Linked DNA regions of Mus musculus: region 2 is linked to region 1. A link is a contact called in public HiChIP or PLAC-seq data. All regions are on one chromosome and are shown on one strand. The core of a region is the stretch at or near the end of the contact, and the rest is flanking DNA. Distances in the headings are between cores, read along the strand shown.

Region 1 (6,293 bases), core at 1,300-3,799:
TTAGCCTAACTCTACAGAACATTCCTCTATGACCCAACTGTATAATCACGGGTTCAAAGTCTAAGTTTCATTGATTGCCTTTGAAGATAGCAGGTTTCTGCTGCGGAATCTACACTATCAGACATCGTGCTCTAACACAGGTTCCTTTGGTTGTCTTTTAACTATGGACTTAAGCAGTTTCTCTTTCATAACTATATTATCAACTATATTCCCAAGGTCAAGGTTTTACATTTCCGTAGTCTTTTAAATGTAATATATTCATTCTCCTAGATAGAAGGAAAAATCCCTTCTTGTTCCTTCTGCTCCAGGAAAGCTTTTGCTTTTTCCAACTTCATCTTAAAGACTGTTCATGTTGTTATCAATTCTATCTCTTTTATAAACTCATAAGCTACAGGAAACCCAATCAGATCTACCTCTCCTGGACCAAGTAGACACCATCCAGATAAGTACACCTGCCAATCAATGGCCTATGTCCTCATTTGCTACCTGTCTTAGTCAGGGTTTCTATTCCTGCACAACACATCATGCCCAAGAAGCAAGTGGGTGAGGAAAGGTTGATTCAGCTTATACTTCTAAACTGCTGTTCATCACCAAAGGGAATCAGGACAGGAGCTCACACAGGGAAGGAACTTGGAGGCAGGAGCTGATATAGAAGCCTTGGAGGGGTGCTGCTTACTGGCTTGCTCAGCTTGCTTTCTTACAGAACCCAGATCTATCAGCCCAGGGATGCCACCGCCCACAATGGGCACTTCCACCTTGATCAATAATTGAGAAATATTATTGTCAATTATGTCTTATTATGCTGGATCTCATGGAGGCATTTCCTCAAGAAATTTCCTAAGAAAAGATGTTTCTCTGCCAAATTTATTTAACTTTCATCTCTACCTGTTGTGTGTGTGTCTGTGTGTTTCAGCATCTTGTCAAGTCCAGCCATTTACTACATCCAGGACAGCTCCAGAGAAGCAACCCACCGGTGCTCCCATCTTCTTTCACAGGCACAGATGCACCTATTGGACCTGCTCCATCCTCTCTCTCCATAGATGGTTCCACAGACCCTGGACAGCAAGGAAACAGCCAACTCTGCTAAGACTGGACCGACTTCCCCATACCCATTTTCTTAGGGTTCCCAGACACATGTCACCCCAAAGTCAGCAGGAAGTAGTCAGACATCATGATAGTCAGACATCATGACAACCCTACTCCTGCTTCACCATCACCACTTTGAAAATTTCCCTTTTTTTAATTAAACCAAAATGGGGGAATGTTAACATTTCTTCTAGGCTCTGCCCTCGTTTCCTGCCAACAGCCATGACTCATTATAAAAGGGTCTGCTTGCTCCCTCCTTTTGCTCTCTTGCTCTCTAACCCTCTTCTGCTCTGTCCCTTCTCTCCCCATTCCCCTCCCCCCTCTATATGTGTTCTACTCCCTCTCTTTCTCTGTCTCTCTCTCTTTCTCTCTCAATCCCTCTATCCTTCCCCCTTCTCTCCCTCTCTCTCTGTCTCCCTGCCTCTGTCTCTATTAAGCAGTCAACTCTCCTCCCCATGCCTTAAATGAACTCTATTCTATACTGTACCATTGTGAGCTGGTCCCTCTGGAGGAATGGATGCCTGAGCATGAGCTCACAGAGGTACCCCATTCACCTACCCCACACTGTGCCTCCACCAACATATCCCTGGTTTCTTTGTCTTTTTTTATAAAGTACAAACAGCTCTGAATGATGACAAATAGGATAATATCCCTTTTGTAAGTAGGTATTTTTATATTAAAATAACAATGAGTCAGACTTAAATCCTTACTGTGAGTTGGACCTCATTCCTCCCGGGACTCTCACAAATGGCCCAGATATCTTAACTCCCTCCTATGAGTGAGGCAGAGAAATCCAGTTGGGCAGGTGTACATCTAACCTTTTAGAAGATTAGATGGTCTGGAATGTCCCAGGTGTCCTGGCTGATCAAAGATCAGCTCTGTGATCTCTGATCTGTATCAGGAGCAGTCAGTATTCCTCAACTAGTTTGAGATTTGTAGACCAAGCTGGTGGAACCACCCCAATTGGAGGCCTGCTTCATTTGATAGCTCATTAACAGGGCTGGAGAGATGGCTCAGCAGCTAAGAGCACAGACTGCTCATCCTAAAGGTTCTGAGTTCAAATCCCAGCAACCACTTGATGCCTCACAACCATCTCCTGGTGTGTCTGAAGACAGCTACAGTACTCGTTGAAATTAATTTAAAAAAAAAAAAAAAAAGCTTATTAACAGCCCTCCCTCCACAGGCTTGCTTCTAGCTCCAAGATGAACACTGACCACAAATAAAATACTAAACATCTATTCACAGGCCGCTTCCACCTAGCTGACTGTGAGAGGGGTGTGGTTCTCCTGAGACCATAAAACCCTCCCTGTTTGTGGTGCTCACAGGCAGGGTGTGTCATGTTGGCCTGCCAGCCTGGGACTTGTTCTCAGACTGGCACTTGTAGACTCTGTGGCCATTTTGGTTGAGGGCTTGATGTCATTGGTGCAGGAAGTCACGTGATACAACCCTGGGCAGGACCGCTAGGGAGCGTAGTTTTGAGACGCCGCGCCCAAGTCCACATTTTTACTCGGTCTTCCGGAAATCTCCGCTGTGCTCCTATCAGTTTTCACTTTTTCCCTACGTTAAGGTGCACACGGACCTGGTTCCTGTCCTTTTTCAGCCCTGGTACCCGAAAACGGACACGTTGGACTGGGCAGGCAATCCCAGGAGTGCGGGGCTGACCCAGGGACTGTGCGGGGAGTCTACATGGCGCAGGTGATGGCCCCGGGAAGGGCCTCGGTACCGCCTGTGTTCTGTAAACCTGGGACTGTGAGCTTCGCGGACGTGGCCGTGTACTTCTCCCCGGAGGAGTGGAGGTATCTGCGGCCGGCGCAGAGAGCCCTGTACCGAGAGGTGATGCGCGAGACCTACGGTCTCCTGACCTATCTCGGTGAGAACCTTCCTGGCCGCCGTGGTCGCGATGCCTGTGACACCGTGGGTCCTGCGTGGCAGCAGAGAGACCTGGGCACGGGCGGTCGGAACCAACTGGGTCGTCCTCCTGACTAGTGGGTTTGCTATCTTTCCCTACAGACGTCGGATGCGCCAAACCAGCGCTCATCAGCTGGGTGGAGGAAGAGTCCGAAGTGTGGGGACCCGGTGCCCAGGATCCAGAGGTGGCCATGTGCAGGACAGAAGTCCACTCAGGTGAAGGACTGGGTACTTGCCTGGGGAAACTTCTGTGTTGCCAGCCTGTGTGGTGTCTTCTAGTGACTGCACTTACTGCCTGGCAGTTTCTTCCCTGTTTTTGTTTCTTGGCCAAAGCCATGATGGCTGGCCCCTGGATTCATCTAGAAAGGGGCTGTGATTGTTCTGTCCAGTGCTCTCACCTCGTATATACAGGGCCACTAGGCTGTACGGGTTGTAGCCCCTCGTTCCCACTCCTCTGCTGCCATCACTGTGGCTGCCTTCTGGAGTCTCCTTTAGCTCTTGCTTTCCACCTCTGAGAAGTGCTTAGCTTACTGCACTTGGGAATTGGGACCACACAGACACCTTTCTTTTCTTTTCAATTCTTTTCCTTTATTTTTTATTTTTTATTTTTTTAGAGGGTTTCTCTGTGTAGCCCTGGCTGTCCTGGAACTCACTCTGTAGACCAGGCTGGCCTCGAACTCAGAAATCTGCCTGCCTCTGCCTCCCAAGTGCTGGGATTAAAGGTGTGCGCCACCAAGCCGAGGCCCAGACCCCTTTCTTTATGCTGCATTTGGACATCTGCACACTGCACATGCTCAGATGCTGTGACATCTCCACTCCTGTGTCCAGTCTGTCCCCTTGTGGGGCTGTGGAAATTAAGGGGCAGTAGAAGTCAGAGTCTGAGCTTTTTTCATGGTCTCCCAGCAGATTGCAGGCACGAGAAGGAAAGGAAGAGACCAAGAGAAGAGACTGAAGCAATGCAGAAGACATTTTCTCCAGAACCTGGGCAGAAGGAGCCACAACTCTCATTTGCTGTCTCCGCTAGTGGAATTCAAGCCACGGTCCTAAGGGCAGACAAGCGTCACGGGTGCCATTTGTGTGGGAAGAGTTTTGCCCGGCGGTCCACGTTGGAGGCACACATGTACACTCACACAGGTGAAAAGCCGTTTCAGTGCCCAGACTGCAACAAACGATTTGGCCGGTATTCTTCCCTGAGCACTCACCGAGCCATACACCGAGGGGAACGGCCGCACCAATGTCCTGACTGTGGGAAGGGTTTTACCCAGCGGTGCACTTTGGTGGCACACATGTACTCTCACACAGGTGAAAAGCCGTTTCAGTGCCCAGACTGCAACAAATGCTTCGGCAGGTATTCCTCCCTGAGCATGCACCGAGCCATACACCGAGGGGAACGGCCACACCAGTGTCCTGACTGTGGGAAGGGTTTTACCCAGCGGTGCGCATTGGTGGAGCACATGTACTCTCACACAGGCGAAAAGTCATTCAATTGCCCTGATTGCTGCAAGTCCTTTGGTCGGCCATCTTCCCTGAGCAGGCACCGGGCCATACACCTCGAGGAGCGGCCTCATCGCTGCTCTCACTGTGGCAAGACTTTTACACAGCGCTCTTCACTCACCAGCCATCTCCGTGTCCACACTGGGGAGAAGCCTTACTGTTGTGCTGATTGTGGACGCTGCTTCAGCCAGCGCTCTAGGCTCCATGAGCACCAGCGAGTGGTACACAGCGGTGTGACCCCCTTTTCTTGCACTCACTGTGGCAGTGCCTTTGCGGATTCCAAATATCTTCGGCGCCACATGCGCATCCATACAGGTGAGAAGCCTTATTCATGCCCTGACTGGTCGCTGCTTTCGCCAGGGCACCGAAATTCCAGCCCATAGGAGGACCCACACTGGCGAGCGTCCTTACCCCTGCCCTCAATGTGGCAGGCAGTTTCGCACAAAGTCAGCTATGACAAGCTACCAGTGGGTCCTTAGACCAGGATTAAAGGCCATAAGGACAAAAAAGCCAGTCAGTTATCTATATCCCTGGACCCTAGACAAGAGGACCCGGATCCACCTGTGGGCTTCTAGCATTACCCAGAGTTATTCCAAAAGTGCGGGTGATGGTCTTAAAGGCGCCAACATAGAGGGTGAAATATGTACATTGTTTGAGGCCCAGAGGATTGAACCTATGGCATCTTCCTGAAGTCACAGACGTTCTAGGTACTGCTGGTCTGGGCACCGGGTACAGTCTTCTAGGAGGTTTCCAGATGCATCTGCACACACTCCGGATGTACTGTCGTCTTGGCGTCTATTGGGCTGGGCTGGGCTGGGCAACCCCACTAGAGCTCCATGAGAAGCGAGGGCCTTTTCCTGGCTCAGAAGTATTGAGAAGCCTGAGGATGAAGAGAGCCTCGTTGAAGTCATTGTGTCTTTAATGCAGAGGCTAAAGTTGATGGCTCTGTGTGGGTTGAGCCAGCTGCATTCTCCGGGATTGAGTTACTGGTCAAGAGCCTGGTGTGGTGGTTCCTGCCTGTGATTCCCCCACTGGGGAGGTAGAGACAGGAAGACCAGGAATTTGAGACCAGTTTGGGTCACCTGAGACTGCATATAAACATAAATAAAATTATTTATTTCTAAATAACTGTAATTAATTACGGTTTAAAAACCAAAGTATCTATGACATGTACCAAAGGCCTAAGTTTGTAGGTTCTCTGGAAAAAATCCAAAATATTCAGCCCAGCAAACAAGACAGAAGAGTTCTGTGGTCCATTCTCAGCATTCCATACACTGTGTGTGCCGCCACATGCTTGCTTGCAGCACTTGGTAGCTGGTGGCACAAGGATGTTCAGAACTTTAAGGCTGCCCTCTGTCACAGACAGACAGACAGACAGACACACACACACACACACACACACACACACCAGTTTCAGATCAGATTATGGCAACAGCCCCCATGTCTTGATTTCAGCGTTGGAAGGAGAGAATCAGGTCTGGAAGACAGTGGATTTTAGGATTTTCTCAATCAAGGAGGGCTTGTATGAAATTGGATGGCAAAGAAGGAAAAAGAAATAAAGAAACAAAAACCTCATAAATGATTTCTGCTCCTCATTTGTATTTTATGTTATGGCTTTTAAAGTTCTTCCTTGCCTATCACCTTTTTTTGCCTTTCCTCTGTGCCTAGGAGAGGAAGCAGCTTGAAAAATACTCCCAGTCAGGAGGAGGCTCCTGGGTCAGATATCTGACCCTACCCCAAGTGGGAAGTGGGCTGTGCTCACCCTGCCCTCCCACCCATCTCTGTCCACCAGGGAGTAGCCTGCT
Region 2 (6,293 bases), core at 1,114-3,613, 420 kb before region 1:
GCCAGTAGGGCAGCAGTGGGTGGGCGCCTATCAGTCGAAGACCACAGGGACTCAGAAACTCCATGTTGAAGTCCTCGTAGCTTTTATAAGGTGACTTATCATAGCAGAAATACACCTGGCCACCCATGAGTGCTGCCCGCTGCTCCAGCTCCCGGGCCACCAGTATGTGCATCCAAGCAACATTGCCTGCCAGCAGGGAGGGAGGGAGGGAGAGAAGCTGGCCTTGGCCCCGTGTAGATCTTGCCCACACCTCTCTACTGTCTGATTAATCAAAGTTGCCCTTCTCCAAGGCCCCGTAGCCACCAGCCCTCCTGGGCATCCTGCAGCTACTTGGATCCCGTGTAGATGCTTTCTCCCTTTCTCTGGAGAGCTGTCGCTCCTGTTGCTCATCATAACCTACGCCATGTTCTTATGTCAGCCCTCCCAACTGCTTGGATGCTTTCCCCGTTTTTCAACTCATGCAGAAAATGCCCACATGCCACTGTCTGCCTGAGCTCGCGTGGAGCCAGGCGTACACGCGTGACTCTGCCACCATCAGAGCCACTCCTCGAGCCCTGCTGTCCCTGTCCTTACCAACATAGACCCGACCGTGCTCCACAGAAGCTGGGACGGCCCGAAATAGACGACCTCCAAAGCGCAGTCCCTGGTAGTAGAAGTCTCTCATGACCTGATGACCTTCACCATAAATGCCCGTGGGTCGAAGGGCACATGTCACCAGGGGTAGCCCTCCATTGACCTGGTGGCAGAGGGGAATTTTGAAGTGTACCCACCCTCTCCACCGTGGGCTGGAGATGGATGCAAAGAAGCCTGGGACTCAGGCTCTGCCCCTGCAGCTCAAGTCCCATCTTTGCAGTGTACCTTCCTTCCATTGGCCTCGAGGACCAGCTGCTCAGCAAGGGCTTTACTGCATGGGTAGGGATGGCTGTGGACTGCCTCATATGGGGTATCTTCATTGCCCCTGGAGAGGGGAGAAAGAAGACTGAGTGCTGGAGGGAAATGGGCTCTAAGATTAAGTGGGGCTGAGCTCACCTGTAGAAGGGGTGGCCCTTGATGTTAGGCCCCACCACTTCCATGCTGCTCGTGTAGACCAGGTACTGAGTGCCAGTCTGCACACAAGCATCAATCACATTCTGTGTGCCTATGGAGGAAAGGGACAGACGCAAGCTGTGTCTTCCCGCCTCTCACTCCTTCTGCCCCCCCCCCCCCCCCAGTGTCCAAGGAGAACCGCATCAGGTCAGGACAGGGTTCGACAGCAGTAAATGGACAAGGTTATCAAAAAGGACAGGCCCTCCCATAAAAATCACTGGTCAGAGGCAGGCCACACACTAGGGGCCAACAGGTAGGTAGCAGCTCACCCTGCACGTTGACTTTGTGGATGGTCTTTGGACTGGCCTTCCCAAACACATCCACCAACCCAGCTGTATGGATGACCACATGTGATCCAGACATGGCTGCTGCCACCTCATGGGCCTGAGTCACATCCCCCTGGATGGCAGTCACCTGCACAGGCCCTGGTGGAGACCCGAGGCAGTGTCAGAGCTGGGGCCTTAGCCAGCTGCTGAGTTTGGCCTGTCCACACCCTGGAAGCCACATGAACCAATGACTCACCCGGCCCCTCTGTCTGGTGGAGAACAAACAGGAATCATCTTTTCCATAAGCTGAGGTATCCCAGTCTGGGAAGGGATGGGGCCTCCCTACCTCCTGCTACTGCCCCACTCCAGTCACCTGCTTTCAGCTCCTCCAGCCAAGAACTCAGGTGCAGGTCAAAGACACGCAGCTCCCGGAGCCTGGGCTCCCGTTCCAGCAGCATCCGAACAATATGTTCCCCCAGGAAGCCGCAGCCACCTGTGACCAGGTATACCAGTGTTGGCACCTGTGCAGAGTCTGCCATGCCCAGCTGTGGGAAGAGAATTTAGCTCACTAGAATTGCCTGGTAGCACCTGCTCCAACCATGTGTTCTTCATAGAAGGGATCATTAGGTGGGAGCAGTGTGGGTGGAGAGGCTGAGTAGCAGGGGTGGGTTGCAGTTTTCTGTGCCTGTAGCACTAAGGCTCCCTGCCCTCTGACCCTAACTGCTGAGTCACTAGAATTGGATGCAGAATGGGAGGGATTGAGGCGGGTGGGGGGAAAAAAAAAAAAAAAAAAAAAGACTAGATTACTAAAGGACAGGCAGAGAAAGCAAGGAGTTGAATAGGGAGGTTGGAAGGGCGCAGGCTAAAAGGCAGGCCAGCTGGGCCTCAGTATCAGCTCTGCCTACCTGTAGTAAGTCCCAGGGCGCACAAACTGGCCACTGGAGGAGGTTGTGTCCTGGACTGGTGGACCAGCTAGATGTACATAGGCTTCCTTCCTTCCGCTCGCTCCTCCCTCCTGACCCATTCCAGGAAGGAGACCAGCCTAGCCTCCACCCCTAGGGGCGGGCAAGGGGGTTTGGAGGGAATTTTCTTGCCAGAGTGCCCCCTGGTGGCCAGTCCACTCTTCAGTGGCAGGCAAAGGACAGAACCTGCCCATTTGGTAGTGTATTTCAGGATAATAGGGTAGGGAAGGGATGCCCCCATCACTGATATGTTTGTCCCTCCTGCTGGGTCTCCCAGTAGGCTGAAGGCCCAGCACCAGCTATGGTTCTGGGAGGGAGAGCAGGGTAAACCTGATCTTGACATAATTCTGGCTAGCATCCATAGTGAGACAGATCTGGCATGTTTGTTGTATCTAGGTGGTTGGTCCAAAGCAGCACTGCGGTCTGCAGGTTGATTCACCCCAAACTCAAAGCCACCCATTCCCCCTCTCTCCTGCTTCACCCACTGTGGCAACTTGCATCCCAGTCTGCTCTTCCCAAAGATACTGACCAAGCATTTTTGTACAATAAAGTTTAATCACAATTATAAAAATGTGGTGTTGGGTTTCACTATTAACATTATGTACAATCCAGCCCAACAAGAAGGGCCTGCCCCCCACCATCCTGGCCCACTGAGCCAGAGCCCTGAGACACCAGGGTGGGAGGGTGACCCACAGGGTCTGGCAGGAACAGATGAGGCAGGGTTCCAGGCACAGAGTTCCCAGGACTAGGGGCCAAAGGCCCCCCCAGGGGGAGAACATGGCCACTGCCCCAGAGACCCCTAAACTGGGGCGGGGTGCACATAGGGCAGAAGGGGAAGTCCCCATTAACATGAAGCAAAGGGCTATGCAGCCCCCAAGAATAGCATCTATACAGGCTGGTACCCCAGGTTTCCACAGGAAACAGCTGCTGGCAGCTACAAAACATTTACAGCTTCTTCTTCGCAAAGAAAAAAAAATTAAGAGGGTGTTTGGGCATGGGGCATAGGGGAGGCAGCAGATGCCTCAAAGGACTGAGGCTCCCTTGTTGGCCTCAGTGCTCCCTATCCCACGTGAAGGTGGGGGCAGTGGGCCCTGCTGAGCCCAATAAGGCTGGGGTGCTGGGAGCTTAGGGCACCAAGGGGGAATAAATAGGGGTGAGGGCACCGGTCCTGCCCCACCTCAGTTGAGGGAGCCACGGCAACTTTCAGTGCCGCACAGACACGGAATCTTGTTGTCTTCTAGTGGGAACTTGTAGTCGTAGGTGATCTCCTCATCCACGCCGATGGGCTGCTTCGAGTAGATGACAATCTTTTTCTGAGACTCAATGGTGATCACCTTCGCATAGCAGTTGGGCTGCAGGAGGTGGGAGTGTAAGCCACAGCCCCACCTCACCCCTGCCCAGCCCAGCCCCGGCCCAGCCCTGAGCGCACCGTGCAGCAGTGGTTGATGAACCTGGCGAGGTTGCCACACTTGGTGGCATCAATGATGGTGTCGTGATCCACCCGGAAAAGGTAGCTGCTGCCAATGCCCTCCTGCACGTAGCGCTTTTCCCGCATGTCCGCTACCATCTGTGAGAGTAAGACACGCCCTAAGACTTCAGCCACTGCATGGACTAGACTTGCTCCCCTCTGGCCAAGCCACCAGTTCCTGGGCCCATGTTGACTGGGTCGGCATCTGAGTGTACCTGCTCCCACCCATTCTGATCCAAAGTCAGCAGAAGGGGACTCTGGGGAAACCAGCACTGGCTCTTCTGAGAACCTGTGTGGCCATAGTGGATGGAGTCCATAACATGCTGTGGGCCCGGGGCAGCTTCCGAAATGACAGTGGCCATGCCTTGAATTGAAGCCTTTCCTAGGACTAGCCTTCATACACAGGCACCTACTGGGCAGCTGGTGAGAGCAGATGGCAGATGGTCTGTGCCAGGACAAAGGCCTTGTGCTGCAAGGGGCAGCTATTCCCAGGAAATAGGTAATGCAATTGCCACTCTCACTAGGTGACCTCCCCCTTTGCAGAGTTCTAACCACCAGCTCTGCAGTGAGGACTCCTTCCAGGCGTCACTCTCCAGCCAAATCTACCTCCATAAGAGAGTGGGATGCCATTCCTACATCCCTAGGATCCTGAGCCTCACGTCTGTACTGAACAAATCTTGACCACACTCTGTCCCTTCTGCCCAAGCACATTCCTAGAAGCTAACGGCGAAGGCCTGAGAAAGGACTCAGCACCGTGTTTTCACCCTTCATAGCTTGGCTACCTGGCTGTCAATTACTTTGAACCCACAGGCTAGACTCCTGTCACCTCTGCTGACATTATCTTATCCATACTTTGGATCTGCCATTAAGTCCCACTGAGGCCAACCCACAGCCAGAGGGAGCTTACTAGTTTCACAACCCCTTGCTTGCACAGTTTCTAAGCCATTCTCCATCCACAAGGCCACTTTTCCAGGCTCATGTCCCTGTCACTGGCCCTGACTAGGTAACCTGAACAGATGTTTTGACCTTGTCCTCCTAAGAGAATGCAGTTTCTGAGCCTTTGCACACGCTAATCCAGGAACTAGAGCATATATACATCCTACTGCCCTGGGAACTCATTACCCTTTAGCTTTCAGGCTGAACATCACATCACCGTCTCTGGGAGGCTCTGGGTCCCCACAATACCTATCACCCTCTAGTGTCAAAGACCATCCTTTACTATTGTCCAGTGTTCCTTGGGGGAGAAGCTCTGTACAAAATATCACAATTATAAAAATGTGGCATTGGGTTTCACTATTAACATTATGTACAATCCAGCCCAACTAAAAGGCCACTGAGCCAGAGCCCCGAGACACCAGGGTGGGGTTGTGGCCCACAGGGCCTGGCAGGCACAGATGAGGCAGGTGAAATACCAGGCTACTACTGTCCAGTCAGCAACTGGCCTAGTGTTGGGAGTGGCACCTCACCTGGCGGATGTTCTGGCCAACATATTCGATCACCATCTCATCAGCGGCAATGGGTTCCATGGCAAACAGACCCCACTCATGGATACGGCTCCGGCCAAATCGGAGTTTCTTCTTCCGAAACTAGGGGACACAAGATAGCTTTAACTGCTGGATGCTCCCACAAACTTGTACCTTCCCGTCCCTTCCCTTCAGCCCTCTCTGTTCCACAGGATCCCACCAGGGGCAACTCTCCTTGCTGTAGTTTTTTTCACTGGGTCTCCTCCCTCTTCCAGTTTCCCCTCCTGACCTTGAGCTGGTTTAGCTTTAGCAGATCACTGTCCATGATGGCTGAGGTGCCAATAGCGCTTAGTAACCGCCGCTGCTCTGACCGTCGCTCAGAAAGCACCCGATTAGTCCCCTGTGAGCAAGACAAGGAGGTGGCATGTGAGGGACAGGAAGGAGGCAGCAAACTAGGGAGGGCTCAGAACATGGCTCTACCTGAGTGTCTCCACCTTCCAGCTGCCGGGCCGAGACGGGGCACACATCCAAGTATTTATCTTTCTCCTTCTTGCTAATGGGGTAATAACCTTCGCTGCGTGCAGAGCCTGTCTGATGCTCCCGGGGCCCATCTTGGGGCCGTCTTTTGCGCTTTGGAGTGCTTAGGTTGGTGAGTGCATGGCATTAAGGAAAAGAACAGATTCCTCATTGGCAAGTCTCTTGGGGCCCACACCTCCTGTCCAACCCAGGCCCTGTCCACAGGGTAGCTTGTCTGATGGTGAGAATACTCAGTAAGGAGACAGACAGGAGAAGGCAAATCTAGACCTTACCTGCTCTATCAGAAGAGACACAAGGCAGAGAGGAAAGACAGTTGGCAGTTGGAGAACCCCAAGGCTAAGTAAGTCACAGTAATTTAGACAGATAGGAAACCAGTGCAGCCCTAAGAGTGACCTGAGGATAACATTTCTTGCCACACCACTCCAGGGAAGGCCCCAGCCCTGTGTCTTACTCTAGGGTTCAAATCAGATGGGCTCTGTGGCTTAGGATATTTGTGTGCTGGACCCAGTGG

The links. HiChIP or PLAC-seq counts read pairs in DNA pulled down with a chosen protein or histone mark.
Region 2: an H3K27ac HiChIP or PLAC-seq map of microglia shows a contact between it and region 1, with 6 times the contacts expected there. The contact joins the promoter of Hsd3b7 here to the promoter of Zfp747 in region 1. A contact is called at or near these places in 2 of 115 datasets of contacts at active chromatin or transcription factors (bone marrow-derived macrophages and microglia).

The regions. Positions count from the first base shown.
Region 1 is chr7:127,372,306-127,378,598 of GRCm38.p6, reverse strand. Zfp747 (zinc finger protein 747) reads left to right here and starts at 2,549. Exons shown (of 3, transcript NM_175560.3): 1 at 2,549-2,956; 2 at 3,097-3,210; 3 at 3,901-6,062. The coding sequence starts at 2,773. The coding sequence ends at 4,871.
Region 2 is chr7:127,796,679-127,802,971 of GRCm38.p6, reverse strand. It overlaps Hsd3b7 (hydroxy-delta-5-steroid dehydrogenase, 3 beta- and steroid delta-isomerase 7), which reads right to left and starts at 2,363. Exons shown (of 7, transcript NM_133943.2): 1 at 2,258-2,363; 2 at 1,726-1,897; 3 at 1,356-1,511; 4 at 1,030-1,138; 5 at 859-958; 6 at 574-736; 7 at 1-186. The coding sequence starts at 1,891. Setd1a (SET domain containing 1A) reads right to left here. Exons shown (of 19, transcript NM_178029.3): 14 at 6,274-6,293; 15 at 5,726-5,898; 16 at 5,535-5,645; 17 at 5,249-5,368; 18 at 3,744-3,881; 19 at 2,850-3,666. The coding sequence ends at 3,493.